Regions from separate parts of the Mus musculus genome. Here all the other regions are linked to region 4. Evidence: chromatin contacts called from public Hi-C and promoter capture Hi-C data. All regions are on one chromosome and are shown on one strand. Each heading gives the region's core, a stretch centred on a gene start, on an enhancer-like site or on the middle of the called end of the contact. The rest is flanking DNA. Distances are from core to core; before and after follow the strand shown.

What was found. Promoter capture Hi-C pulls out the DNA fragments that hold promoters and counts their contacts. Hi-C and Micro-C count contacts between places; a contact is called where the count stands out from the background. Capture Hi-C pulls out chosen DNA fragments and counts their contacts.
Region 1: a contact with region 4 is called in a promoter capture Hi-C map of hippocampal neurons, with 2.6 times the contacts expected there. The contact joins the promoter of Lrp8os2 here to the promoter of Hspb11 in region 4. A contact is called at or near these places in 3 of 39 promoter capture datasets (cranial neural crest, hippocampal neurons and stem cell-derived epiblast-like cells) and 2 of 115 datasets of contacts at active chromatin or transcription factors (embryonic limb bud and forebrain).
Region 2: a contact with region 4 is called in a promoter capture Hi-C map of pancreatic islet. The contact joins the promoter of Mroh7 here to the promoter of Hspb11 in region 4. A contact is called at or near these places in 4 of 39 promoter capture datasets (cranial neural crest, embryonic stem cells, hippocampal neurons and 1 more), 2 of 115 datasets of contacts at active chromatin or transcription factors (embryonic forebrain and embryonic stem cells) and 3 of 9 other capture datasets (adipose tissue, embryonic stem cells and pancreatic islet).
Region 3: a promoter capture Hi-C map of embryonic stem cells shows a contact between it and region 4. The contact joins the promoter of Echdc2 here to the promoter of Hspb11 in region 4. A contact is called at or near these places in 2 of 39 promoter capture datasets (cranial neural crest and embryonic stem cells).
Region 5: a contact with region 4 is called in a Hi-C map of cerebellum, with 2.0 times the contacts expected there. The contact joins the enhancer-like site here to the promoter of Hspb11 in region 4. A contact is called at or near these places in 4 of 39 promoter capture datasets (the 3T3-L1 cell line, hippocampal neurons, maxillary cranial neural crest and 1 more), 2 of 484 Hi-C or Micro-C datasets (B cells and cerebellum), 5 of 115 datasets of contacts at active chromatin or transcription factors (astrocytes, embryonic forebrain, embryonic stem cells and 1 more) and 1 of 9 other capture datasets (embryonic stem cells).

What each region holds. Positions count from the first base shown.
Region 1 is chr4:107,821,652-107,826,800 of GRCm38.p6, reverse strand. It overlaps Lrp8os2 (low density lipoprotein receptor-related protein 8, apolipoprotein e receptor, opposite strand 2), which reads left to right and starts at 3,779. Exons shown (of 2, transcript NR_151515.1): 1 at 3,779-3,867. All of the region lies in intron 2 of Lrp8 (low density lipoprotein receptor-related protein 8, apolipoprotein e receptor), which reads right to left.
Region 2 is chr4:106,726,472-106,731,833 of GRCm38.p6, reverse strand. Mroh7 (maestro heat-like repeat family member 7) reads left to right here and starts at 3,904. Exons shown (of 24, transcript NM_001126487.1): 1 at 3,904-4,079.
Region 3 is chr4:108,162,656-108,167,973 of GRCm38.p6, reverse strand. It overlaps Echdc2 (enoyl Coenzyme A hydratase domain containing 2), which reads right to left and starts at 2,537. Exons shown (of 10, transcript NM_026728.4): 1 at 2,313-2,537. The coding sequence starts at 2,445.
Region 4 is chr4:107,250,381-107,255,628 of GRCm38.p6, reverse strand. Hspb11 (heat shock protein family B (small), member 11) reads right to left here and starts at 1,726. Exons shown (of 6, transcript NM_028394.3): 1 at 1,634-1,726. Lrrc42 (leucine rich repeat containing 42) reads left to right here and starts at 2,096. Exons shown (of 8, transcript NM_029985.2): 1 at 2,096-2,354.
Region 5 is chr4:107,853,902-107,859,613 of GRCm38.p6, reverse strand. Lrp8 (low density lipoprotein receptor-related protein 8, apolipoprotein e receptor) reads right to left here. Exons shown (of 20, transcript NM_053073.3): 10 at 5,191-5,365; 11 at 3,809-4,036; 12 at 2,639-2,757; 13 at 2,294-2,433; 14 at 851-992. Among named protein-coding and RNA genes, the nearest start is that of Magoh, 23 kb to the left of the region's middle. Within about 2 kb of position 2,148, at least 20 of the 459 cell types and tissues checked have an H3K27ac peak or open chromatin away from gene starts, as enhancers often do. A contact at or near this core is called in cerebellum, where this site is marked.

The sequences.
Region 1 (5,149 bases), core at 2,530-5,029, 570 kb before region 4:
CTGGCACTAGAATTGTAGGTCCCAGGAAACAAACTCAGGGCATCCCCGAAGTCGAAGCTTCTTGGGTGCAGGAGGCACGGTTGGGAAATCCTTTTAGATCAGGGATTCTAGCCCAGGGTCCTACGTGATTCCAACTTCACAACTGCCACTGGGGCAGAGGTTACCTGACTTGTTTCAGTGTCTTCTGACCAGAAACCTTCCTACCTAAGCCCAGACAGGCCACCCGAAAGCTCTAAGGGGTCTGTAGTCTGTGGTTCTCTGTCTGTCTGTCTGTCTGTCTGTCTGTCTGTCTGTCTCTGTGTCGCTCTCTGTCCCTCTGTCTCCCTCTCTGTCTGTCTGTCTCTGTCTCTCTCTCTATTACACACACACACACACACACACACACACACACACACACACAAACACACACACCAAGCCTGCCAGGTCCCTTACATTCAGGAACCTGCTCTTCCTGCCACAGGCCTTCTGACAGGAGGAGAGGCAGCTCTGCCACAGTTTAGAAGGTTCTAGATTGCATTCTAGCCCCACTGCCAATATACTGAGGGTCCCTGCACAGGTTTCTTTAGGCTTAAGGCCCCATCAACTGCCAATGGAAAGGCCAGAGTTCCCAGAACAGAACTCGGCATCCAGTGGCAAGGAAGCCAGGCCATAGAAGCCCAAGGACTCCCGGGTGCAAAGGAGTGAAGGATGGAGGGCTTGGGTACCACTGTGCTGGTGGCTGGCAGTGCCCTCACCTGACAAAGCAAAAACCCAGAGGATCCCTGCTGGAGTGCCACCCCTCAGGGGGTGCTTTTCCCACCCCCACCCCCAGCCCCAGCAGTGTGCATAGGCCAGCTCCAAGGGGAACAGTGGAAGCCCGGTCATGCAGTTCCACACAGCTCACCATCTATCAGCACCACACAGAGGTATGCCTCGCAGTGTACAGCTTCCACGCTGGAAAGACTAAGGAGCCTCTACCAGACAGGACCAGGCTGAGTAAGCCATCCTAGAGGCTCAGCACACGGCGATACACACATGGCTCACCACCTTCCCCAGCTGGAACCAGAGAAGCACACCCTCAGCTGTCCAGTGCAGTGGAAAAGCTCTGCGGACTGGAGAGGTCCACAGAGCCAGGCCTGGGCTGAGGCAAACCTGGGCACTACTCCAGGTGGCCTCTGGCTTCTGGGCGGGGTGGTACACTGGATAGGTCCCTTACCCCCTGTAGTTCAGTCTCCTCCTCCTGTAGTCATCAAAAGAGAAAATGCACAGTTTGCCCATGAGCCCAATTTAAGGGCTTGCTCCAGGTGCCTACAGGTGAAAGTGAAGGGGACAGATGGGGAGTTCTCCAGCTGTGGGCCAGCATGTCCAACTTCCAGAAGGGAGGGCAAGTGTCTGTTAGGGTGGCAAGGTCAGCTGAGTCCAGGGTTCAGGTAGATGCCCAAGGGATGGAGCGATGGGCCCTGAATGCAGGGACAACTGAGGAGCTTGGCTCAGAGGTGGGGACCAAAGGGGACACAGAGATGAGGGGGAAAAGTCAGCTGAGCTCAAAGGAACACATCAAGGCAGACGTTCCTACCCAGTCTGTACTAAGCTGAGGTAACAAGGACCTCCCCAGAGCAAAGTCCGTAATCAAGAATGGGACAAGACAAGGGTCTTAATTAGAGGCAAGGGGGTAGGCTGGGCATAGGGGCATGCATCCTTCATCACAGCCCTTAGGAGTCAGAGGTGGGTGGATTTCAAGGCCAGCCAGAGATAGTAAAACTGCCCCATCCCCTCACCCCAAAGATGCAAAGGTGGAAGAGGACACTCACTTGCCCTCTCTGGCCAGCTTTAGGGCATGGACACCGAGCCAGGGAGGGAGGGCTGCCTAAAGAGGAAGCCTTTAGTTGGACCTCAGAGAAAGGGGTGGTGATAGAGCGTGAGTGCTCTCTCGTGCTCTCTCGTGCTCCCCCCCTTTCTTGCTCTCTCTCTCACCCAAATCTCTTGTGTTTAGTGAGACTCCAGCCACAGCTGTGCAGCCTTGGTGACACAGACAAGGTCCCAGGAGGAAGCTGTACCATGATGGATGAATTCATCTCTCAGTCCCTCGGTTTCCTGACCTAGAACACAGGGCTAACATTTTGGGGCGAAGCGACTTTGAGGCACCATCAATGCCTTCCTTCTGGGACTCCAGGGAGGGCTGGGCAGCCTTCCTTCTGGAATGGCTGAGGGCTCAGATGGACAGGAGACATGTGTGGCTCAGGTCCCATGAAGTGCTAGACAGAGACCAGGCCACGCAGGGCACGACAGGCAGGCAGGACAAACCTGGAACTTGGGCCTTGGAGGCAACCTGGCTCAGTCCTCAACTTTATGAACGGAGAGACGATGCCAGAGAAGCTGGGGCCAACCTGAGGTGACATTTCTAAGGTAAGCTTAGCAAAGCAATTCCTCCCTCACAGGACCCAACACGACAGAACTAAGAGCAGCTGAAGAGATCAGGCAAGAGCACTGGGAGGTGGCTCGGCTGATAAAGCGCCTGCTGCGTAAGCAGAACGGCCTGATTCTGCTCCCCTAGAACACATATTAAAAAAACAAGCCACGTATAACCCTAGGAGGGTAAGGGAAGACAATAGAACCCAAGAGCTTACTGGCCAGCCAGCCTAGCCAAATGTATTTAACATTCAATGATAGACCCTGTGTAAGCACAGTATGCATGTATGTATGTATGTATGTATGTATGTATGTATCTATAATCCATCCATTTATCCATCCATCCATCTATCTTTCTATCTATCTCAGAATCAAAAAGGAGCCACAGAACCACAGATTCAACTCTCCATGTTCCAAAATAAACATTTTAGAGTCTCAAAACCCCAAGCTAGACTGCTCAGGCCCTCTGGGTCAGAACGTGGGACACTCGGCCATCAAAGACTCTCACAAGCAAGCTGCAGAAGCCCAGAAACTCTCGTCATGGGATCTAACCCAGGTGCCAGGAGCAGTAGGCATGGCCACCCCTCCCCCACCGCAGGCCCAGGAATCCCGTTCCCACCGCTGACATATGGCCAGTCTGCGCAGGCAAGAGGCTGAAAGCTGTCCCTTCTGAACAGGGAGGGAAGTAAGTTCTCAACGGGAGACCCCCGCTTTGTACAAATGGATTCTTCACCCTCCTTGTTCTTTGGCTCTGGTCAGAAAGATTCCCAGGGCAGTGGCAAGAAGCCAAGCGCTGCCACGAAATGACTTTAACCAGCAGACAGGCTGGTAATAGGTTTCGGTGGGAAAAAGGCAGGAGCGGGGTGATTCATTCCAACTTGCTATGTGATAAAGAAAATTAAGGCATAATACTGCGGAGGCAGTGCCCCTGTTAACCTGTGCGGAATACCAATTACTCCAAGCTTCTCAAAATCGCTAGAAATAAAAAGAAAACCCCAGAAGAGTGTGATTGTGGCCCAAGGCTCATCTGGATTAGGGCTGTTTGTTTGCCCTGGCACCCTAATGATGAGAGGGAGGGAAAATTCCCCGTTACCTTGGAGACAGCGATGCCAAAGCGGGGGTGGGAGAGGAGAGGCAAGCCCACGTGCAGCCACTGATCTGCTTGGCAAGTGCTTAGGGTAGAGGGATCCCCAGGTTCACTCAGGGAGGGCTGGGTGCAGAGGCTGCTAGGCCTCCCCTTGTCCTTCCCTCTACGGCACCTTCAGTGCTAGGTGTAGCATACGGGAGGGGCTGCAGAGAGAACATCTGGTGTATTGCATGGATGCATCACCTGTCAATTTAAAAACCTATGGCCTATAGGAAAGGGTAGAAGAGAAGGTGGGACATCCGGGAGGCAGAAAGAATTCTGGGATAGAGCCAGGCACGGGAAGATTCACAGGGGAAGATGTGACGAGGGGGACACTTGGTGCCTGAGCCCAGGTAAGCAGCCATGTGGCAGAATGGATTATTACAGTTATGATCTAGTCAGAGAAGAGCCTAGCTATATGGCCAATTTATACTTTGAGTCTGGATCTTATTTCTGAGAGCACGGGGCTGGGAGGAAGAACCAGACCTAACTCACACAAGGACCAGTTTCACTCATCCTACTCGTAGGAGAGTCTCAGGTCTGTACTGCTGGAAGCCAAGAGAATCAGGAGCAGAAGGGGGGTGCTTACTGTGTGCCAGGCACCTGCCAGGTACTGGTGAACTCTGAAGTTAGGGAAGACTTCTGGGGGAGGGGGAGGGGGGAGGGGAAGCGGCGGGGGCAGCCTCCCTGCTCACAGGCCTCTGGACCACATCTCACAACTCTCGCTCCTTATACAAGCTAAAGATACCAACTGCCTTGAGCCAGCCTGCTCCCCAGTAAACCACCCCTCTATGGCTTGCATGGAGGTGAAGCCACCTATCATGCAATCATTGCTTGCACTACAGAACAAATTCACTCCCCTCCAAGTAGCCAGTTCCTCTGGGCATGGACGTTTGGGAGAGTCTCGTCTACTGCCTGCTGTGGTCTTCCTCCTGCCAGGAGCAGGTTAGAGGTCCCAGAGCTTAAATCCTGCCTCTGCCCCTATGTGACCTCATGCAGGCTACTTGCCTGGTATATATAATGTACTCTTAGATGAGGAATGTGAGACTTGGCCCTGACCATGGAGTGATGGCCACCACACTGCTCCTTAAGGTATACAAAGCCTATTACATATAGATCCTCGCTTGACTTGGTGCTGAGAAATGAACCTAAGGCCTCACGCATGCTCTAAAACTGAACGACACTATCTATCTATCATCTATCCATTTATTTTGGAGACAGGGTAGTAGATCACTCTGTCGCTCAGGCTGGCCTTAAGCTCACTGTGTAGCCAAGGACGGTCATGAACTTCTGACCCTCCTCCTACTTTTGCTATCATGCCTGATATCATGCAGTGCTAGGGATTGAACCCTGGGCCTCGCGCATGCTAGGTTAGCACTCTTCTAACGAGCAACCTGTCCAGTCATTACTTAGTTCTTACAGCTCTCCTGAAGTTCAGAGAGGGACAAGATGGCCTACATCACACAACGAATGAGTAGACCTACTAGGTCCAGTGCTCTCCAGCAGCTCAGGGTACTTCCTCTAAGGAAGGGGCTACAGTGGGAATTCAGAGCTTGATCCTGGTCAGTCCTGTGAAATAAAGAGGAGTACTCTTTCAAGAGCCTCTCTGAGCCACCGTGAAACTCTAACAGCATA
Region 2 (5,362 bases), core at 2,655-5,154, 530 kb after region 4:
GAGAAATCCTGTCTCAAAGAACAAAACCAAACCAGGGCTGGTGGCAGATGCCTTGAATCTCTGTACTCCGGGGCCAGTAAAGGGGAGACCCCAGGTGGAGCCAGACAAGAGACGCAGCTTCTGGCCACTGGGACCAAGGCAACCTGGTTTATGGCTATATATCATATCTAGTGCCTTCAATAAACTAGCACATAGCAGCCTCCCAGACATTCACCTTATGGAAAGCCTGTGCCTCTAATCAGAGACTACTCCTCTTTAAACCAATTAAAGTAAGGCATCTCCTTTATTTTGCACTGGGCATTAAGAAATATCTATTGGACCTGGAAAGATGGCTTGGCAGTTAGGAGCAACTTCTAGACGTCCTGAGTTCAATTCCCAGCAACCTCATGGTGGCTCACAAAGAAGGGGTCCCGGCATCAGTGGGGAGAGATTGAGGCCTTTATTGTCAGATAAATTCCCTTAATCCAGTAGATAGGTGACTGGAAGAGAACCATGCCTGCCCTGAGGAACAGCAGCTGGAAACCTGGACAAGGGCTGGGGCTCCTATGATCACGAAGACACGTTTTACTATAAGAAAAAAAAAAAAAAAAGGATTTCTGGGGCTGTATTTTAGTGGTAGATCACTTGTCTGGTGTGCAGTAAGCTCTGGGATAAATTCCCAGGCTTGCAAACAAATTAAAAATGGAAGGCTTTAACAAGCTAAGCCTGGTGGTGAGAGCCTGTAACTGTGGCTACCAGGAAGGCTGAGATCCATGTTCACAGGTTCATGGGCTGTGTGGGCTACAGAGCGAGTCCAGGTCCAATCCAGGCAACTTAGACTTTGTTCCAAAATACAAAGTAAAAGGAGGGCGGGGGAGCAGCTCAGAGGTCACACGCTTCTCCTGGCAAGCGAGCAAGCTCCCTCCCGCTGCATCGAGAACTATGAAGAAGAGGAAACCACTTATTCAAAGACAAATCTGAGTAAGCATGGCTTGGGAACGTGGGTTCAAGTTTCCCTAAATCAAAGTCTGCATGGATTTTGGGAATGGCAGAAAGGGTATCATCGTATTTATAGAGCGCAGTGAAGCTAGAACATGGTAAGGTCCAGGGTAGAGGCTCTCCGATGGTCTTCTTAGTGTTAGAGCTGTTGGGGGGCTAGCTGTGTCAAAGTGATATTTTCTAAGATTTTCGTGGAAAAGTCAAGAAGATGTTGAGACCCGTATAGGAGGTTGATAGTAAGTGGCTAGTAAAAGAGCCAGGCATGGTGGCACATGCCTTTAACCCAGCACCCAGGACGCAGAGGTAGAATGAACCAGGCATGGGGGCACACACCCTTAATCCCAGCACCCAGGAGGCAGAGCCAGGAGCATAGCCACTTCTCTCCCTCCTATCTCCTTTGCTGTGTGTATCTCTCTGGAGTTCACTATGAAGACCAGGATGGACTTGAACTCACGGAGACCTGCCTGGCTCTTCTCTCAAGTACTGGGATTAAAGGCATGCTCCATCATACCCAGAAATAAGGGATATTTCTCCTTTTAAAAAAAATTTTATTTATACAAGTATACTGTAGCTGTCTTCTTTGTGAGCCACCATGAGGTTGCTGGGAATTGAACTCAGGACGTCTAGAAGTTGCTCCTAACTGCCAAGCCATCTTTCCAGGTCCAATAGATATTTCTTAATGCCCAGTGCAAAATAAAGGAGATGCCTTACTTTAATTGGTTTAAAGAGGAGTAGTCTCTGATTAGAGGCACAGGCTTTCCATAAGGTGAATGTCTGGGAGGCTGCTATGTGCTAGTTTATTGAAGGCACTAGATATGATATATAGCCATAAACCAGGTTGCCTTGGTCCCAGTGGCCAGAAGCTGCGTCTCTTGTCTGGCTCCACCTGGGGTCTCCTGTGTTTCACAGTCACAGCAGAGGACCTGTCTGTTGTGTGAGGGGTGGGAAGGAAGTTGCAGAGGAGGCTGATCTCACAGTGACAGCATCCGCACCGTGATGGGAAGGACCTCTCTATTTTGTAGTTCGTGGGATTGGATCTGGGGCCTCACAGATGGTAGGCAAGCTCTCTGCCATAGAACTTAACTCTCAGCTCCTTTTACCTTGTGTGACATCGTCTCACTTAAGTGCTAAAGTGACCTCAGTGAGACGGCATCTGGTGACCTTGCCTTTTTTTGAAGCCCATTCAACACATAATCCTCCTGTCTCAGCCTCCTGAGTAGCTGGGATGACAGGTCTGTGTGTCTAGGGACAGAAATGCACTTTATAGATCAAGCTGGCCTTGAACTCACAATCTTCCTAGCTCTGCCTCTCAAGTGTTGGGGTTATAGGTATATAAAGAAGAACTTTATCATTATATGTGTGAAGGTGTTTTTTCCACAGCTATGTCTATGTATTATGTGTGTGACTAGTGCCCAAGGAAGCCAGTGACAGGCATCAGTTTCTCTGGAATTAGAGTTACAATCATTGTGAGCCACTGTATGGGTGCTGGGAATCAAACCCGGATCCTCTGGAAGGAAGAGCAGTCATCAGTGCAGTGAGCTGCCTCTCCAGTCCCAGGAAGGACTTTTCAAGGCCAAAGAAAACCTAGTTGTGTTTCTAGGCTGTGGGAAAGGAGGAGGGAGAGGAGAAATTCTGGCTGACACCAGGTCCTGAAACAACAGAAGGGAACAAAGGAGCTGGGCCCTGGTGTGGGTAGGAGCAGGAAGGGGCAGGAAGGGTGAGCCCAGGGCAGACAGGAGAGCATTCCAGAATGCCAATCAGGAGCTGGTGAGATGCAGAGCCTGTGAGATGCTCAGCTGGTAAAGGCACCTGCCACAAGCCCGATGACCCTGGGACCCATCTGGTGGAAGACAGAATGAGTTTCAGCAAGTCTGAACCCATGTACTGGAGTCATGGGTATTATAATGTGCATACACACACACATGCACACACAGAATAAATAAATGTTAAAAAAACAAACAACATGCCTATCATTCACTAATGGGAGCTAAAGATGCTGGGGACATTGAGCCAGTCTGATGAGGCCAGTCCTTGGACAGCCTGTCTCTGAACAAAGGATGTCTTACATCTAAGAATACCAAGGCTTACTGACTTGAGTTCAAACAAGAACAGGACCTCATGCGTGCATAGTGTCACTCTCATTTTGTGACTGGTGCTTTCAAAATGTTTCTATCTTTTCCTAATCATTTACTGACTGCTCATCATTAAAACCATGTTCCCGCCAGGCAGCAGTGGCACATACATTTAATCCCAGCACTTGGGGGAGCAGAGGCAGGTAGATTTCTGAGTTTGAGGCCAGCCTGGTCTACAGAGTGAGTTCCAGGACAGCCAGAGATACACAGAGAAACCCTGTCTCCAAAAAAAAAAAAAAAAAAAAAAAAAAAAACACCAAAACATACAAAAAAAATTTAAGCCATGTTCTTGGAAGAGATAGCCACTGGACCTTACTGTCCTTACCACAGAATCTAGGTCACACAGGGTATGTATCTCCGGGCCCTGTCCTCCACCCCACCCTGCTCCACATATTATCAGTCCTTGGATGAAGCAAGGTGGGGCAGGAAAAAGATCAAGGACTTGGGTTCATTGGTGTCCTGGCTTTTGATCTTTCTTGTCACAGATTGCCTGGCTCCAAAGCACTTGTCATCCTCCAAATAAACAGAGGTATAAGGTCACAGGAGATGTTCTGGGGTTCTTTGAAGGCCCCCTGAGAATCAGCCTTCATTTGAGTCAGGTCGTGCCTTAGTGTAGTGGGAGTCTAAAGATGTATCTTTCTCTTTTTAAAGACTCCTTTGTTCCTCTGCACTATGTGGGCAGGAGCAGGAGTCTTATTGGCTGGGGGGACTTCCGGATCATGGTGACCTCACAAAGACTATAAGCCCGGCCTGGGCTGGGCGGGGAGCCCAGGTAAGCGGAAGGGTGGTTTTGGGACAGTATCAAGGGTAGGGTCAGCCTTTACGGCCTCCACAAGGCAGTTACTACCTAGACCCCCAACCCCCCCACTAGGTAAAAATCTCCTGTCTGGCTCTAAGTCCACAGTTCTTACTTCATACCTTTGGATTAAAGTTGAATTTTCTGTTGCCATGTGGATGCCCCGGGTGGAGGTAACACACCAGGAGCTCAAGGCTCACAGAAAGCCTTTTTGTCTTGAGAGCAGAGTGTGGGAAAACAGGGAAGGTGAGGGGGAGAAGAGTAAGAGCCAGAGGGGATGCCACAGACCAGGGGTGGGGCGGGGTGCAGAGGACCTGGGGCCAGAGCTGCTCCTCTGCTCACCCAGGGAAGGATGGGGTGTGGATGGACGTTTGTGGAAGGCAAGGTGTGTCCCAATTGGCAGAGGGAATAGGGTGAGAATCTGGAAGGTGCTTTTCCCACTAAGAGATCCCTAGAAATCCCTGTGGTGCTACAGGGGTGGGGAGTGACGGTTGAGAAGCCATCTGCTGGAGACTTTACACAAATCACTAGCTCCCTGAACAGTCCCAACTAACGTGCTATTTAATGAGGGCAGCGATACCTATTTTGAAGAACATTCATTCATTCATTCATTCACTCTACCTCCTGAAAGCTTTCTGAATACCTGCTCTGTGCCAGGCACTGCTCTATGTTACAGAAAAACAGGAGTAGTAAGAGAGACACCCACTTCATTTTCTAGGATGGAGACTAAGACAACAGAAAGAGCCACTGATATAGAGGGGTTGATCACGGGAAGAGGGTTCCTCAACAGCATTTGGGATCTCGGGAGGATTTTCTTGGGGAGGGAGTCATCAAGCTGCTCTGAAATGGGACTGTTAGGTCTGAGGTAGATGAAGGGCTTGAAGGTGAAGCTGAGGGGTCTCATGGGAAGGAGAAAGGCATTGAAAGGTTCCGTGGCAAGAGAGGAGCCAACACACTGAGACACCAGAGATGTTGAGAATGGCTGAAAAGTGGGTTCAAGACCTGGGCAGGGGGTGACTGGGCTGGAGAGATGGAGGGACTTGCCTGTGGCCTGAAGGCCCTGCTAAAAGAGACCCAGACACCCATGTGCAGACTCCTCCCTGCCATCAAACTGCTGTCATCCATAGGTAATACTGTCTGGTTGCTGGTAAGATGTTTTCCTTTTTAATGGTGTCTAGGCTTGGTGATGCATACTTTCAATCTTAGCTCTCAGTTGCTCAGGCAGGGGGATCACCACTTTGAGGACAATTTAGGTTACATAGCAGTTTTAAAGGCAGCCTGGATTGCATTGTGAAACCCTGTCTCAAAACAAAACAAACCAAACCAAACAAAACAAAACAAAACAAAAAAACAATCAAACCAACTAGACAAACATAAAAAGAAATAACACAACTGCAACACTTTTGGTTATTGTCTTTAGTGTTTTTTGGCATGAACTTCTTTAGGCTTGCCCCAG
Region 3 (5,318 bases), core at 1,288-3,787, 910 kb before region 4:
TACATACCAAATTCCAGGACAGCCAAGGATACACAAAGAAACCCTGTCTCAAAAAAAAAACAAAGAACCCAACGAGAAAACAAACAAAAATTACATTTACTTACATACTATCTATTGTGTGTGTGTCTGTAAGTGTGTGTGTCTGTAAGTGTGTGTGTGGGGGGGGGGGTAATAGGAAGCCAACTTGAGTGAGCTTGGTCTTTGTTTTTTACTCTGGATTAAGCTTGGATCTTGTCAGGTTTGGTGGCAAGGGCTTTCCCCCCAAGCTGTCTTGGCATTTCATGTGTAATATGGTTATTGTTGTTAAGCACAGGCTTTATTATTATTATTATTATTATTATTATTATTATTATTATTAAACACAAGTTCTCAGCAGGTAGCCCTGGCTGGCCAAAAACCTGCTATGTTAACCAGGCTGGCCTTGTACAATTGGAGATCCACCTGCCTCTGACTCCCAAGTGCTGGCATTAAAGTGTGTGTCTCCACGCCAAGCCCCAGGATGCGATTCTTCATTCTCTCTCGCCCAAAGGCTTTAACCAGACTCCAGGGTGGGGGAATCCTTTCTCTTCCTATATTCCCATAACTTTCCCTATCTGTCTATTCTGCTTTCCGTGAGACACTGGTAGTACTTCCTGTCTGCCGAAAATGATGTGCAGCAGGGTGTGGTGGCGCACACCTTGGATCCCAGCATCCCGAGGCAGAGACAGGCAGATTTCTGAGTCTACAAAGTGAGTTCCAGGACAGCCAGGGCTATACAGAGAAACCCTGTCTCGAAAAACCAGAAAAAAAAAAAAAAAAACCCGATGTGCACCACAGAGGGTGATGTATCCATCAGCAGGAAGGTGGTGGTTTAGATTTATTCAGAAAAACAGCTCTTTGAAATTTGGTGCAGGCCTTGAAGAGATGCTATAAAAAGCCCAGTGCAATGCCATCTGTGCAAGTGAAAATTGATTCGAGAGGCCAGCAAGACCTCCAAGTGGAGGCTGGAAAGATGGCTCCACAGATAAGAACACAGGCTGCTCTTCCAGAGAATCTGGGTTCAAGTCCCAGATCTCATATGGCCGTTCACAACCCTCTGTCACTCCAGTTCTGGGGTAAGAACACCTCTTCCAGCCTCCACAGGCACTCATGTGATGCACAGACAGAGAGGCCAGCAAAGGAGATAAGAAATGACCTTTTAAAAAATGTGCCCAGTGGCAAATGTAACCACTCACATTCAGTAATAAAAATAGTAAATAAGGGGCTGGAGAGATGGCTCAGAGGTTAAGAGCACTGACTGCTCTTCCAGAGGTCCTGAGTTCATTTCCCAGCAACCACATGGTGGGTCACAACCATCTGTAATAGGATCCGATGCCCTCTTCTGGTGGGTCTGAAAACAAGAGACAGTGTACCGACATACATGAAATAAATAAATAAGCCAGTCGTGGTGGCGTATGCCTTTAATCCTAGCACTTGGACTTGGGAGTCAGAGGCAGGCGAATTTCTGTGTTCGAGGCCAGCCTGGTCTACAGAGTGAGTTCCAGGACAGCCAGGGCTACACAGAGAAACCCTGTCTCAAAATAAATAAATAAATAAATAAATAACTCTTAAAAAAAAAAAAAAGTAAATAAGCGGGACAGTGGTGACACACACCACTAATCCCAGTACTTGGGAGGCAGAGGCAAGTGAATCTCTGAAGTTCAGGGCCAGCCTGGTCTACAGAGTGAACCCCAGGACAGCCAGGGCTGTTACACAGAGAAACCCTGTTTTGTTTTTTGTTTTTGTTTTTGTTTTTGTTTTTGGGGAGGGGGAGACAAATAAAACAGAAGAACAGGAAGAGACAGGAACAATACAATATCCAACATGGGAACGGAGATGGGATGAGGTTACATTGGAGAAGGATCCGCACCCAGCTAACGCACCTGAGGTCCAAACAAACATACCCACGCTTCACAGCGTATTTTTGTACAATAAAAGACCTTGCTGCCGCCGATGGTTGTGAAGTTTCCCTGTGTGTCCGTGGACCCTGTGGACCGTCCCTCCCTCTCTGGTTGTCCCCTCAGGTCCAGCCAGATTTGCTCCGCCGCCACCCCCACCCCCCACCCCCGTCCCCGATCATTGCCAAGGCTCTAGAGGGAAAAGTCCTGGCTAGCACTGTTGTCCTGATCTCCTGGCGCACAGCCCTGCTCCCAGCTCTCCTCTCGGCTCCACACCTCCCCGGGCCTCTAGAGAGTTTGGGGAGCTCCCCTTCTACCCTGGGAGCCCTGAGATCCAATCCTCCTGCTCTCCCGCCTCAGTCTTCCCATGTGTTGGGTCTCAGCACACAACTTTACCTTGGTTGGGACCTGTCAGAGCCTGCACTTGGATTTCGGGTGTCCTGGTCGTCGCGTGAGAGGCGCAGTCCCGGGCCCCCGAGAACCTCCAGGAGCACGGGAGGCGCAGCGCGCGGGGCAGTACGCGTAGCATCGGGGAGCAGGCCGGCAAGGTGGCGCGGAGAACGGGACCTCCTCGGCAGAGCTGGAAAATCGTAGTTCCGGGGCGGGCGAGGCCTCGCCAAGGGCTCCACCTACGGGCGGAGAGAAAGGTGCGGCGGTCCGCGAGCCTGCAGACCCCAAGTTCAGCTCCTTCGTGAAATCTGGGAATGCTGCAGATTTAATCCGAATGCACGGCTAGGAAGGTGGTGTCCAAAACTGAATGTGTTGTGTGCACTTTCTTCACGTGTACCCTCAGATCATGTCATTTCATCAGTCACTGTGGGGTGGTCTGCACCCACTGACAAGGTCTGCTGTCCTAGAGGCTGTAAGATCGCGTCTGGCCCCTCCCAGTTTAACTAAGAACTTTGGCTCACAGTTATGAACTGCCAGTTTCTGTCCTCCACCGGCCACCTAGCCTTCCTTTGCAGAGGAAAGAAGGGCAATCCAGGGTAAATCAACCAAGCATCTGGGGTGAACAGTCAAGATATGGGTGCTTTGTCAGGCCATCTAATAGTAAAACTCAAGCCACTGATTTTCGTATGTGTAGGAGCAGCGGGAGAAGAGTGTCTCCGTCAAACAGAACCACAAACAGCCAGAGATCATTCGTAGCTACGCAGTGATCTGAAGACCACCCTGTGGCAGACAAAACGAAATAACACAGCAAACTATACAATCTATTTTCAAACTGCTAAAAGGAAAAACAAAAAACAAAAAGACCCAAAACCCTGTTTGTCAAGAATCCCACGTTTAGCAAACTGAAGAAGAAGCTGGGTGCTATGACTTTAATCCCAGATCTCGGGCAGATTTCTGTGTTCAAAGCTAGCCTAGTCTACATATTGATTTTTGGGTCAGCCAGGGAGCTCCACTGAGACGCTGTCAGAGAGAGAGAGAGAGAGAGAGGCAGAGAGAGACACAGAGAGAGACACACAGAGAGAGAGAGAGAGACAGAGAGAGAGGACAGAGACAGAGAGAGAGACAGACAGAGAGAGACAGAGACAGAGTCAGAGGAGAGAGAGAATTCTTGCAGACCAGGAATGGCTATGTGAATATCAGACAAGATGACTTTGTCTATCTTTATGTTGTGTGAAGGGTTTGCCTGTGTACCACTTGTGTGCCTGGTTTCCAGTGACAGAGAGAGGGCAGACAGTCTTTGCTTTTTTAACTGGAAAGACAGGCAGATTGCTGTGACTTAAAGGCAGCCAGGGTTATTTAATCAGACCCTGACTCAATTTTTTAAAGTCTTTTAATCTAAAAAAATTATTTGTATTTTTTGTGCATGAGTGCTTTGCCTATGTGTGCATGTGTACCACAAGTTAGCCTGGAGCCCACAGAGCCATAGAGGTGTCATCTGAAACTGGAGTTACAGACATTTGTGAGCCATCACGTGGGAGCTGGATATCGATTAAGGGTACGTGCAAGAGTTACAAGCTCTAGACCCAATTCACATTCAAATTCGATGAGTTTGTTTCTAGTGCTAGTCAGAAGGACTGGCAGTTCTTAGTGCCAACAATGTGTGCCTTGCAGAAGTGGAGGTTAGGGAGGTTCTAAGGGCAGACATCAGAAAAGTATGCATTACAAAGATCCCTGGACCTCAGAGCTGCATGGGAAAATCCTTCCTTCCTGATACATAGTAACAAAAGGCATTTCACCCCTCTCCCACAATGCTAAGCAGACTTTACAGAAGCAAAGGCAGTTTGTTAATGCCTCACAGTCCATTATCCTGTTCTTTCCGTTTGGTTTGGCTTTTCAAGACAGGGTTTCTCTGTGTCGCCCTGGCTGTCCTGACTTTCACTCTGTAGATCAGTGGCCTTGAACCTGGAGATCCTCCTCTGCCTCCCAAGGGTAGGTTTTAAGGGCGTGGGCCACCACCTTATGACTCCACTTTCTTTTTCTTATCACACCTGAAGGTCACTGGAATCTCTAAGGCATTCCAGAGCAAAAGGTAAACAGTCCTTAAGGGATGCCTGGCTCTGTATCAGTCTCTTTAGTCATCACGGGACCTATGTAAGTTAACTCATGATGTAGACCAGGCTGGCCTCGAACTCAGAAACTAGCCTACCTCTGCCTCCCAAGTGCTGGGATTAAAGGTATGTGCCACCATGCTAACTGATTGATCACTCTTATGGTTCTTCAAAAAGTTCAAAAGAATCCCTGTTGCTTGGGGGGAGGGGGGTGAATCAGCTGCTAAGAGACAATGGGTGTGCTCTAGTACACAGCCTTGCCCTCCTCTGAGGGTGGTCTTGGTAGGTTCTGTTGTTCTTGGAATTCAACTTGATTTCAGTTAAGACAAGGACTAATTTCACAGTAAAAGACTTATGTAACCACGGTGACAGCAGGGAGACAGAAGTATCTTGCTCCCATCCCCAATCTGAAGAAAATAAAGAAATGTACCAAAGACTGTTCACAATGGCTCCAGTACAGCATCCAGGGTTTTCATTGGAATATAGTTATTTCATTAAGAGAAATGTTTCCCAGTGGTGGTGGCGCACACCTTTAATCCCAGTACTTGGGAGGCAGAAGCAAGTATATCTCTGAGTTCGAGGCCAGCTTGGTCTACAGAGTGAGTTCCAGGACAGAGCTACACAGAGAAACCATGTCTCTAAAATCTAAAGAAAAAAAGAAAGAAGGGAAGTAAGTAAGAAAGAGAGAAAGAAAGGTTTTCTAAAGACAAAACAGAAAGAAATCATCACATAAAAGGAAATATAAATATTACAAATATGAAATGTATTTTTGTTAAATAAGGTTGAAAAAGTAAAGAAATTCTTCGAATTGTCCAGTAGCAAATCTGTTTCATTTGAAGATAAAAGATTGTTTCAAATGGAAGTAATAATGAGGAAAGAAACCAGGGCTGGAGAGATGGCTCAG
Region 4 (5,248 bases), core at 477-2,976:
GTAGCACATTCCATCAGTAAGGGGTCCACGGGTACTAAGGGCCCAGGCACTTATAATGCTGATACAGCAAGCTGATCACACACACACACACACACACACACACACACACACACAACTAGTGGCTGGGTGCTAACAATGTGATTCACACCTAGAGTACGGTGCTCAGTTCAGAACCTCTCAAAGACATGATTAAGGTCCATACTGTTCGGGGCAGATTAAAAAAAAAAAAAACCAACTCATAAGCATGCTCCTCCAAATGAATAAATGTAATAAACATTTTTTAAAACTTCCAGTGCCCCCTCCAGTTATGCATACATTAAAGATGTACATCCCCTGCAAAAGGTTGACAAAATTGTGGTGTTTTTATATTTTCTAGTTTTACTATCAAAATTGGTGTGAATGTCTCAAAACAGGTAAATACAGGATATATATCTCATGTGGATAAATAATGTATAAGGGAGCATAATACATTTTCAAAAAAATTACAAGTCAGGGGTGATGCCCCATATACTGTGTAGGTCAAGGCTGGAGGATTAGAAGTGAGTTTAAGGTTTTCCTGGGCTAGAATAGACCTGCTCTCAAAAAACCAAAATAAATAAAAGAGTTACCATCTAGGGAAATGTTCTCATATCTATGTATATAGTAGATGAATAAGATACAGTGTGTTCTCTTCAAATTTTCAGGTTTTTTTTTACCTTATTCTTAAATGATCTAAGGAAAAAGCAAACAAGCACTTTAATACAGTGAATATAAAGCACTTTAATAAAAAATGAATATACCTGAACTACCAATATCTGTTCTTTAAAACCAGGGGCAGAGATTTGGCTTTCATTAAGGTTTTGTTGCAGTTAATGAGAAAGAGGCAAACCAATCCCAAGAAACCCATAAAACCACCCAGCAGACATGTTTCCACACAGCTCCAAGATGGAGGTTTGAGAGGCAATGCTTGATCTAAGCGAGGATGAATACCCTCAGGGACTCTCTACCAAAGTGGTAGTAGGCTCTAGGACACCATCCATCCTTCTGGGTTTTACAGACAGGGACGGTGGATTCCCTACCCTTTCCCAGGGCCATTGATTTTCTCTTTAAATATACAGTGTAGCCCTTTCTGGTACTTCTTTCAGAAAACCTCTGGGTCACGTCCTGGGTTGATTTTCTCCTTGACCAGCACCTTTGGGTCTGTGTGCTCTTACATCTGCCTGCCCCAAATCCTTTCCTACAGCATCCACTGGTAGCTCTGGTGTAAATTTAAAACCGGTCATTCTCTTTCTCCCATAATGGCAGCCCGGACACAGTCCTCTCACCTCCAAGACTCAAATAATTTCAAATAACGTAAATGCACCCACATTGACTTTAAATATTATTCCTGTTTGAGGTTGGACCGTGCTGATAATGTGTTACGTTTGGCATATTAACTGTCATTTGTAATTGTTCTTCCTTCTGAGGGTCAAAGCATCATTTCAGGGCACTAAAAGTTCTTGGGGAGGGGGGCCTAGAGAGAGGCCAGGCCCTAATCACTCTGTTCTCTCCCAGCGACATCGCTGCTCCACCCGCGGTCACCCGCCGCGCGTCTCCTCACAACCGGTTCCTTCCCGCCCGCAACCCTCCGCCGGCCTCGCCACCGGGCTCCCACCTCTTCGGTGCCCGCCCACCGTGCTGCACGGACCCGCTCGCCTGGGCCTTGGGTAGCTCCGCGAAAGGACCGGGTCCGCTCGCGATCCCCGCCCGTCACGCCCCGCCCGGCCCTGGCCCCGCCCCGCCTCGCTTCGCTTCGCTCCCGCCCCGCCTCAGCCTCAGAGGAGTTCCCAGGCGCGCGCCCTGCGCAGCCCCGCCCCGCCCTCTCCTGGCAGGGGCTCCGCCTAGAAGCGCCACCTCACTTGCGCGTCTTTCCTCAGGACTACCTTTACATTGCATTGCCTCGGGGAGGTGGGGGGGCCTCCAAGAGATCTCGGGGGACATGCCCTCGCGCGGGCACGCACACGCACGGCCCCGCCCCGCCCCTTTCACCCTTCCTGCGACCGCCCGGCTTTCTCAGCTCGGCTGTCCCAACCCACTCCCGGCCCCGCCCCGCCACATGCCCCGCCCACTCCAGATCAGACCACGCCCCTCATGCCGGCCCCGCGCACGCGCGCCTACCCAGCCGAGTTCTTTTCCCCCCCCACCCCTCCCTGCTGGTACCTCAGTCCCGCGGCGCCAGGTCGCCCCCAGCCCCTCCCTCTTGCCACCCTCTGTGTGTGTCCCACCCTCACGGGCTTTGTGGCCTAGGTTGCCGAGCCGCTTCCCGGTCAGCCGCTCAGTGGAGGAAGGAGCCGCCAGTGAGGTGCAGCCGCTCGCTGCCCCGGGCAGGGGCACAGGTAGGTGGCGGCCGCGGGCCGGGCCGCTCGCCGAGCCTCAGGCAGCGCGTGGGTGCGGGGGCGGAGTGTGAGGGGCTGGGGGAGGGGAAAGGCCCTAGGGACGAGGTAGAGCTCGCGGTGGGAGGGGTGGGAGGATGAAGAGGTAGGGGTGCCTGAGGTGGGCTTAAGGGTGGGGTCCGCGGCGTCCCGGGTTAGACTGAGGGTGTGTGAGAATTTAGGGTTCTGGGCGGGAGAGGGAGCGGATTTAGCTTAGGTGGACTTGGGGAGAAGCTTGGGTGGGAGTGCCGGGAAAGGGGGAAAGAAAAGGGGTTGAGGAGTGCACCAAGGGAAGGAGCTAGGGTTGGAATAGGGGGAGGGGTGGGGCGGGGGGGGGCAGGGAAGAAACTAGTTGAGGCCGTGGATTGGGAAGTTGGAGATAGTGAGGCGTGAAGAAAGGGGAATCTGAAGGTTGAGGACGCAAAACCGGGAAAGAGATGGGGAGACTAGGGTGCTAAGAGGAACCTCGATGGTGAGAGGAAGACTCGTGAGGAGGGAGAGAAGGATGGGGGCTGGAGACGGGTCGCTAGAAGACAGGTGGAGGCGGGGTTGAGTCTTTTGAGGGGCACGGGAGAGTCTGGGATGTGAGGAAGATGGGTAGAAGATCTGGGAGTGAATGGGGAAGGTTAGAATTTGGGGGGTGGGGGACTGAAATTTTTTCTGTTTGAAAAGCTAAAGAGTGGGTAAAACTATCAAGATGTGGGAGAGATTAGCTTGCTCTTGGACAAAGTATGGGCCCGGATAGGACATGAGTTTCTGCAGTTTGGGGGAGAAGGCAGGTAGGGAAGTGGCAAGTTACAGGGAAAAAAGAAGTAGTGGGAAATTGAATAATGGCGGTGACACAGAACAATGAAGATGGATTGTTAGTTGGTTAGAGATACTTTGGAACTACTTTCTCTTCGGATTTCTTCCTATGTTAAGAAAAAGTCTTTAAAAACCACTACATTTTCAAATGAGCCAAAGGTGTCTGCAGTCTTGAGATGAAGGTAGTGGGTTGACAGATGTTTTCCTGGTGTGTGGATATGGCGGATTTCTGCCCTGGCAGAGTGAAGGGGGAGCGCTTCATCCTTGAGTGAGCCCTGGTTCTGTTTCCACCCACTCTTCCTCAGATGACCACTGTTTTTTACTATAGTCCCTGCCCTCTTAACTCCCAGTTTGAGCCATTGTGAGTTCCAGAGAGATCAAATGGCCGGTGATGTTAATTTTGAGTGTTTTAAGAATATTTTTAAGGCTGATGTTGTATTTTTATTCTTGAGATACAAGTGGGAAGATCTTGTGCTTTGGAATTACACAGACCTGTGATTGAATTCAGGCTCTCTCACTTAGGAGTTGTGAGCCTTAAGTTCCTTCATTTCTCTGAGGCTCTTCATCCATAAAGTGGCAATACTGACCTCATAGGATCAGTGATTGCATGACATCATTTTATGTTGTACCTTACAGTGCTTGTTAGCTTGTAGGTATATAAAAAATGGTAGCTTTCAGTCACATCTGGAATCATTATTGTTGATCATTATTTTGGCCTACTTATTCTTAGAAGACTGATTTATTAAGGTTAGGTGTTCTTTCTGATTTTTGGTTTTGGTATTTTTTTTCCTGAACCATAGGCTCAGCTCACAGTTTTAGCACTATTACCCTGATGCCTCTCTCCTCTTTCCTCTCTTTGTCTGGAATAATTTTATGCTTTTTGCTTGGAAGCTGGATTCAAGGTTTTAAAACTTATGTTTGGTTGTCAATTATTTTATCCTTCTCTCATTTAAAGATGTTTTACAGAACTGAATTTTTAATGTACCAAGGTTATATTTCATTTATTTGAAGAAATGATATGCTTTGTGCTAACTTTAGCTTCACTAATGTAATGTGAATGCACTGCTGTACATTTTTAATGCTTTGTAATGCTTAGGTAGATCACAGAGCTGTTTCTCTGTAGTGGGCTAGAACACCGCCAGTCAGCCAGTCACTCTGTTAATCTGACCCATAGCTGCAAGAGATCTACACTGAACATTGTTATCTTGCAGATACATGTTATCTTAACTTTCCAGTTTAAAAGAGCACTTCCAACCTTCACACCCCCAGGCAAGAAAAGGCTCTTGTCTTTTAAGGGGCCAGTTTGTAGAGGCCAACATGAATAATAGTGACGGGCAAGCAATATCCAGGAGAGAAGCTTTACCCTTTATGGTTCTTAAAGTTGAAAGTTCAGACATTCATTTAATCCTTAGATCATTTTATAGTACATTACAAACTTCAGGAAGTACTTTATTGGAAGAATGCAGGATGTTTTAAAAAAAAAAAAAAGGTTACCATGCATGATTCCCTAAATTAAGAGTAGTTCTTCAAATAACTGAAGAAAGCAAAGCCTTGGATTATTGCCTGGACAAATGATGTAGATATACTCTTCAGTAAATACTGAATTTTTACATCATTTAAAAAGAGAATACTGTTTGATAAGTAGTCTGAAGATGTGATTTAGTCCTCACTGTGCCCCTGTTTTTGAAGGGTAAAGTTGCCAGGAGGGGCAGAGTAAGGGATTAGCATCCAGACTCTGGTCCCACGCTACTTGTGCCCTCTGCTGGATGGAATCATACTTCTAGTTTTCATGAGACACTGTCATCCATTCATTCCGTTTTACTCCAAAGTTTGTGGGACGTTAGAGAGGAGAATTAAGAGCAGTGCAAATATGTAAAACCTGGGTTTTCGTCTTTCTGTCCTCCTCATCAGTATTATGGTGTGTTGGTCCATTAAGATACATTATCTTCATAGGATTTGCCCTTCTGCTGTTACAGTTAGATTGTTAGGCTAGGTGTAGTGGCTTATGACTGTAATCCCAGTATGTGGAAAGCCATGGTAGAAGGATCTCTCTG
Region 5 (5,712 bases), core at 899-3,398, 600 kb before region 4:
ACCCTCTCCCCCACTGTGCTTGCCTTGTTTGTTCCTCCTCTGTGTACCTGCTGTCATGGCTTTCTTTTTCTTTCTTTCTTTCTTTCTTTCTTTCTTTCTTTCTTTCTTTCTTTCTTTCTTTCTTTCTTTCTTTCTTTCTTTTGGGTGGGGAGGGGGGGGATTTCAAGACAGGGTTTCTCTGTGTAGTTCTGGCTGTCCTGGAACTCACTCTGTAGACCAGGCTGGCCTCGAACTTGGAGATCCACCTGCCTCTGCCTCCTGAATGCTGGGATTAAAGGCATGCACCACCAATGCCTGGCGCTGTCGTGACTTTCTGCTTTAAATCTCTAGAACTAGAATCAGGCACCAATCTTATCTTCTTGCCCCTCTTTGTTGTCTCTGTTACCCTGGCAACCAACCCCCATTACAGTTGGTTGTGACAGCCGATGAGACAGCCCTGCAGTATGATTATTCGACCATTTCCAGTAAGCCACCTGGCTAACTGTGAGGCCTTGAGTCACATGATTTCATAGTACTATAAAATGGGTGCAAGAAGTGAGCGCGCACTGATGTGTCACAGAGGAGCTTGGCAATCAGGTAGACTGAGTTTATATTTTTGTTTTCTCTCTCCAATTTCAGTTTCCTCGGCTGTTCAGTGAGATATACAGTAAGTACCTGTTACAGTGGTGGCAAGGCTAGGACACTTACGGGATTATTTGTTCCTAGCCTTGCTTCACACCGAGGCTGAAGCAGAAGTGAGACAAAATACAGCAACACGTTCAACAACAAGAGGGGTCACTGTATTCCTGGGGATGCTGGATGAGTGGCAGGAGAGGACACAGGCGGTGGGAACCGGGGAAGACTGACTTACCCTTTGGCTGCTTCAGCTCGTGGAAGATTACAATGTCATGTGGGTTATTGAGGTTCTCGGCCAGGATGGCGATTTCCAGGCCATTGAGCCGATTTGCGCTGAAAATGGCCTCATTCTCCAGGTCTGTCCAGAATACCTTGTCCTGTGGAATACAGATGTAAAGGACAGGAAGGCCAGAATCCAAACTCCATCCCTAGCCCCAAATCAGGGTCTCAGCGCTATCTACCCTGCCCACAGGTTTTCAGAGGACTCTGCCTCTAACAGTGAAGCAAAGTCTCCTCGCTCCCTTGTCTTAGATGATTACGTGATGACTCTGAGTTGCTGAGCTAGGCTTACTTCCTGGAGCCAAAAGAAAACCAAGGTTGGATGTCTACAGCTGGCACCATTCCTGCGGCTTGGGACTAAGATCAGAAGGAATGTGTGAGATCCTGAGGGCTAGTTGCTGTTGAGCCTTCTGGGAGGAACACACAAGTCTATATGGTTAGTCCATAGAAGACTAGACACGCATCTGTAGGCAATCCACAATTGCAGGTGCAGCCATGCATCTTGTCCACAGATCCAGACACACCCGCACAAGTCCATCTAGACTCCTAAAGACATACTCATGCTGAAGGAAATACCTTTCAGTGTACATACACATAAAAGCACACACAGGAACATACGTGTTTACTCTGGTGCATGTGTGCAAACTCATGCACATACACATACTTTACACATGCCAGGGAGATGCTCACGTACACATACATAGACTTGAAGCAGGGGCTAGATTTAGAGGAGATACTCTGCACTCAAGTTCAAACAGTACTGAATGAAGCTGCTCTAAGAAAAGACTGCCAATTTCCCACCACAGACCACCACCTCCTTACTCTGCCTTCCCTTGATGGCAGGGTTAGTCTGTGTGTAAGAAACTTTGGTAGGTTCTGGCTTCCTTATTTCCCAAAAAGAAAAGATGTTAAGGTCAGAGCAGATGGGCTTTGTGATTCTTTTCCTTCTTGGGAGCTTCCCGAGGGCTTGGGTAGGGTCTAGTTTACTTCTACCACCCCAGCCAGGACTTAGCAAAGGTCAACAAAAATGAGCCTAAGTGCATAGCATCTCTCAGGGTGTGCCCTACAATAAATGATTCTAAGGACATGCATCTTCCATTCTCCCTGCCTCCTTCCGTATGTGAGATACAGCGCTAGATGCTGGGCATGTGGAGAAGAAGTGAATTGCTTCTGTGACATTATCTGAACGAGGCTCTCGGGAAGAGCACAGCAAAGGCTGCCAGGCAGACTGGGCAGCTGGCCCTCCGTGGAGGCTGCTCTTGGAGTCTATACAAACCTGTCAGCTGGCTTCCCTGTTCTTTTGTTTCCCTTTGGACAAGTCTGGAAGCATCCTATTTGAACAAGCCTTCTCTGGGTTGCAGCTTCCCGATAGGGCCATGCCTCCCCCTATGGGGCTCACCTCAAATACAGCAACCCCAAAAGGGTGACTCAGGAAGTCAGTGGAGAAGATCAGCATCTTTCTGTTGCCTCCATTGAAGTCAATGCTGGATAGTTGGTGCAGCTTGGAGTCCACCCAGTACAAACGCTGGCTCAGCAAGTCTTGGGGAGGAGGGATCAGGTCAGACACCAGTTACTGCAGCTGCCTCTCCACTCCACTGCACTCCCTACCCACAATTCCCAGCCTAAGGGAACAAAGACACTGGCCACCACGAGGGGACTCTGACTCAAGACCATGGGGCGATGTTAAGCTGTCAGGATCATTTCTAGTGCAGGCCCCCGACTCACGTAGACAGGCAGGGCTCACCCAGGGTGATTCCATTGGGCCATTCAATGTTGTCTGAAACCAGTGTTTGCCGGTCTGCACCATTGAGCCCAGCCTTCTCAATCTTTGCCTGGAAACCCCAGTCAGACCAGTACATGAACCTGAAAGGCAGAAGAGCCCAAATTAGCTTCTTGTTTGGGATAGTTGGAGTAGTCTTAGTCGCAAAGGCTCAGCGATCCACTGAACAGTTAGGAATTATATTTAATGGGCAAACTTCTGAAATTTTTTGGAACTATCAAATCTTAAAACAGGCACTTTAACCTTCATCTCATGAGAGCCTGGGGAAGCTCAACTTGCCCATAATCCACGCAGTCTCAGCTGAACGGCCTGTGAGCTCGGCTCTCACTGGGTGGCTCTAACCAGAACCCTAGAGCATCTGTGTGGGAAGGGCCCTTACACAGCTCTCCCGATTACAGAGACGAAACTAAAAGACCATCCTAACCCAGGTCCCTGCTCCTGGACCCGCATTTCTACTAAGGATCACAGCAGCTCACTGTTGCTAATTCACCCTTTCATGAGGAAGGAAGAAGGAACATTTCCACTAAGGGAGGTCCTAAGCCCCCACCCAGGTGTGGCCAGAGTAAAGTAGCCTAGGTTAAAGGGGCTCACAAGGGGCAACAAGGGTGGGGCTGGGGAAAGATGAGGAGCTAGGAACAGAGCAGCCCCAGGGACCTGCATCCTTCAATCTTTCTGGTTGTACTGAGTGCTTATGTAACTCCCACTGGGGGAAGTTATAGGGAGACAGATTTGCGATTATGAGGAAAAACACCACTGTGTAATGGGTAGGCACCCCACAATGAAATAGGAACTATGAAAAGGAATGAGTTCTCTGTCCCCTAAAATGATTAAGCAGCTGCCAGATACCGATGGCCTCTACCTCTGAAGCTTCCAGGGATCTCTAGTCCTGTAGCATTCCAAGACACGCCATTTCAGCGATACAGTGAAGGAGCCAAAGAGTTCAGGGTGATCTCTGGTGACTAATGCCCGATCCCTTGGCTGAGGACAAATAGGATGTGGGCCGCTTGGACTTCCTTCCCTGTGTCTGTCTAGAAGCCCCACAGACTTGTAGAACCTTTGACAGCTCTCATAACAGACACATGAGAACTGAGCCCCTGTGCTGGTGGAATGGAAGGTTTCTGTGGGGCTACTCACCCTCGCAGGGGGTCAACGGCAATGGCTCGGGGCTCACTGAGCTCACGGCTGAAGAGAGTACAGCGGCGGCGTCCATCGGTTGTGGCCACTGAGATGGTCTTATTGCCTGAGTCTGTCCAGTAGATGTGCTTATGGACCCAGTCCACCGCCAGGCCCTCCGGGGAGTGCAGCTGCTCATCAATGAGGACCACCTGCTCGTCCGGGATGCTGGCCTTGTCCATGTGGGCGCTTAGGAGAAAGCAGGGCTGGCCATGGGCAGATGCTCCACCCATGGGCCCACGTGGAGCTGCCTCTGCAACCCTCCCCTTTGTCTTCTCTCTGGGCCACGGCAGTGGGTTCTAGAGGAACTCGACTAATCTCCACTCAACACATTCCTTAAGTCACCAGGGTAGAGACACGGACTGAACCAGCTAGTTTCTGGCCTGGAGGAGCTCAGTTAGTGGGGGAAGAAGCTTGCAGGCAGGTACAATGCAGTGTGGAAGCTACGGCAGCAGGGAAATGGAGACTGCACCATTCTGCAGAGTGGGAGAAGCCTTTGTGGTTGAGTCTTGAAGGACTAGATCACCAGGGGCACAGAAGGTGAGACCAAACATGCCGAAACCAGCACATACAAGTGCAGAAGTGCGCACATTTGGAAAGGAGGCAGGGTTTGGTGTGGTAGGGTTTGATGATGGGATGCAAAACCGGAAATAACGGGAACAGCTCTGAGCACGCTGGATTGTGTCCTGGGGCAAGGGTGGGACAGGTAACCGAATGAATCTAGGGACATAGCTGTGAATGTTAGATCACTGTGGCAGCTGCGGAATGGATGGTCTCAAAAGGAAGGGGAGGAAGGGAGAGCGCTGAGGGGAGGTTATGGCACACAGAGGTGAGATGAAGAGAGTCTGCAGGAGGCTGTGCAGTGCAGAGAGAGCTGACTACACACACACACAGGAGGTGTCAGTCAGGTTGCTGTCCCTCCCCCGAGGGGTCCTCTCCATGTTATTGCTTCCGTACTGCCTGCTGCCATCCGTAACTCTCACTCTGCAATCCGGGCAATTCCCTTAAGGTCCAGGCTGCAGAGCACTCTTAGATGCTACATGGCACCTTTACTCAATGCACTGCAGACTGCAAGTCCCTGTTCCTGTCCCTCAGCCACAGACTGCCCAGCCCCCGACACCTGATCTCCCACATGTCCTGCACTTCACGGCTAGGCCACCATGGGTCAGACACAGTCTAGGATGTGGACTCAAGGCTGTTTCCCTACAGGCTGATGAGCCTTGGTACTTCTACTCCTGCTATGATTCCATGTCCCCTGTCAAGCCCAACTGCCCTCTTCTCTGTAAGTCGCCCCTCCCTCAAGCCCCCCATGCTGGGCCGCCGCCGCATGCACTGACACTCACCTGTAGATCTTGCGGTAGGAGAGGTCGCACCAGTATATGCGATTGGTGGCTACTTCCACGTCCAGCGCCACGACATTCTTGAGCATGGGGATGAGGCGCGAGTAGTCCCGCTTCACCAGGTCTATCCTCCGCACCTCGTGTCGGTTCGTGAAGATCAGAGATGGGCTCTTGCCGGCTGCCGTGCAGGGAAGCAGTGTCAGTGGAGAATGCAGGGAGCCTAGAGACACAAGTTCCTGCCCCTCGTCTGCTGGGTGAGAGGTTCGTTGTCCTATGAAGTGGGGATGATGGTCCCTACCTCACAGGCTAGAAGGGCAGATGAATAATGAGTACCAGCACACAGCAGAAAGAAGCTCTCCTCTCTACTGGGTACAAACTCCCAAGTCCATGACTCCCTGTGCCCGCATGCCTGCACTGAGGAGACGTTTGCAGCATGACCCTGCTGCTGTCCGTCTGGCTCACCAGCCATTCTCCCATCATGGATTCCCCAGACAAGCTTCGCGACCCAGGCCCCTTTCAAGTCTT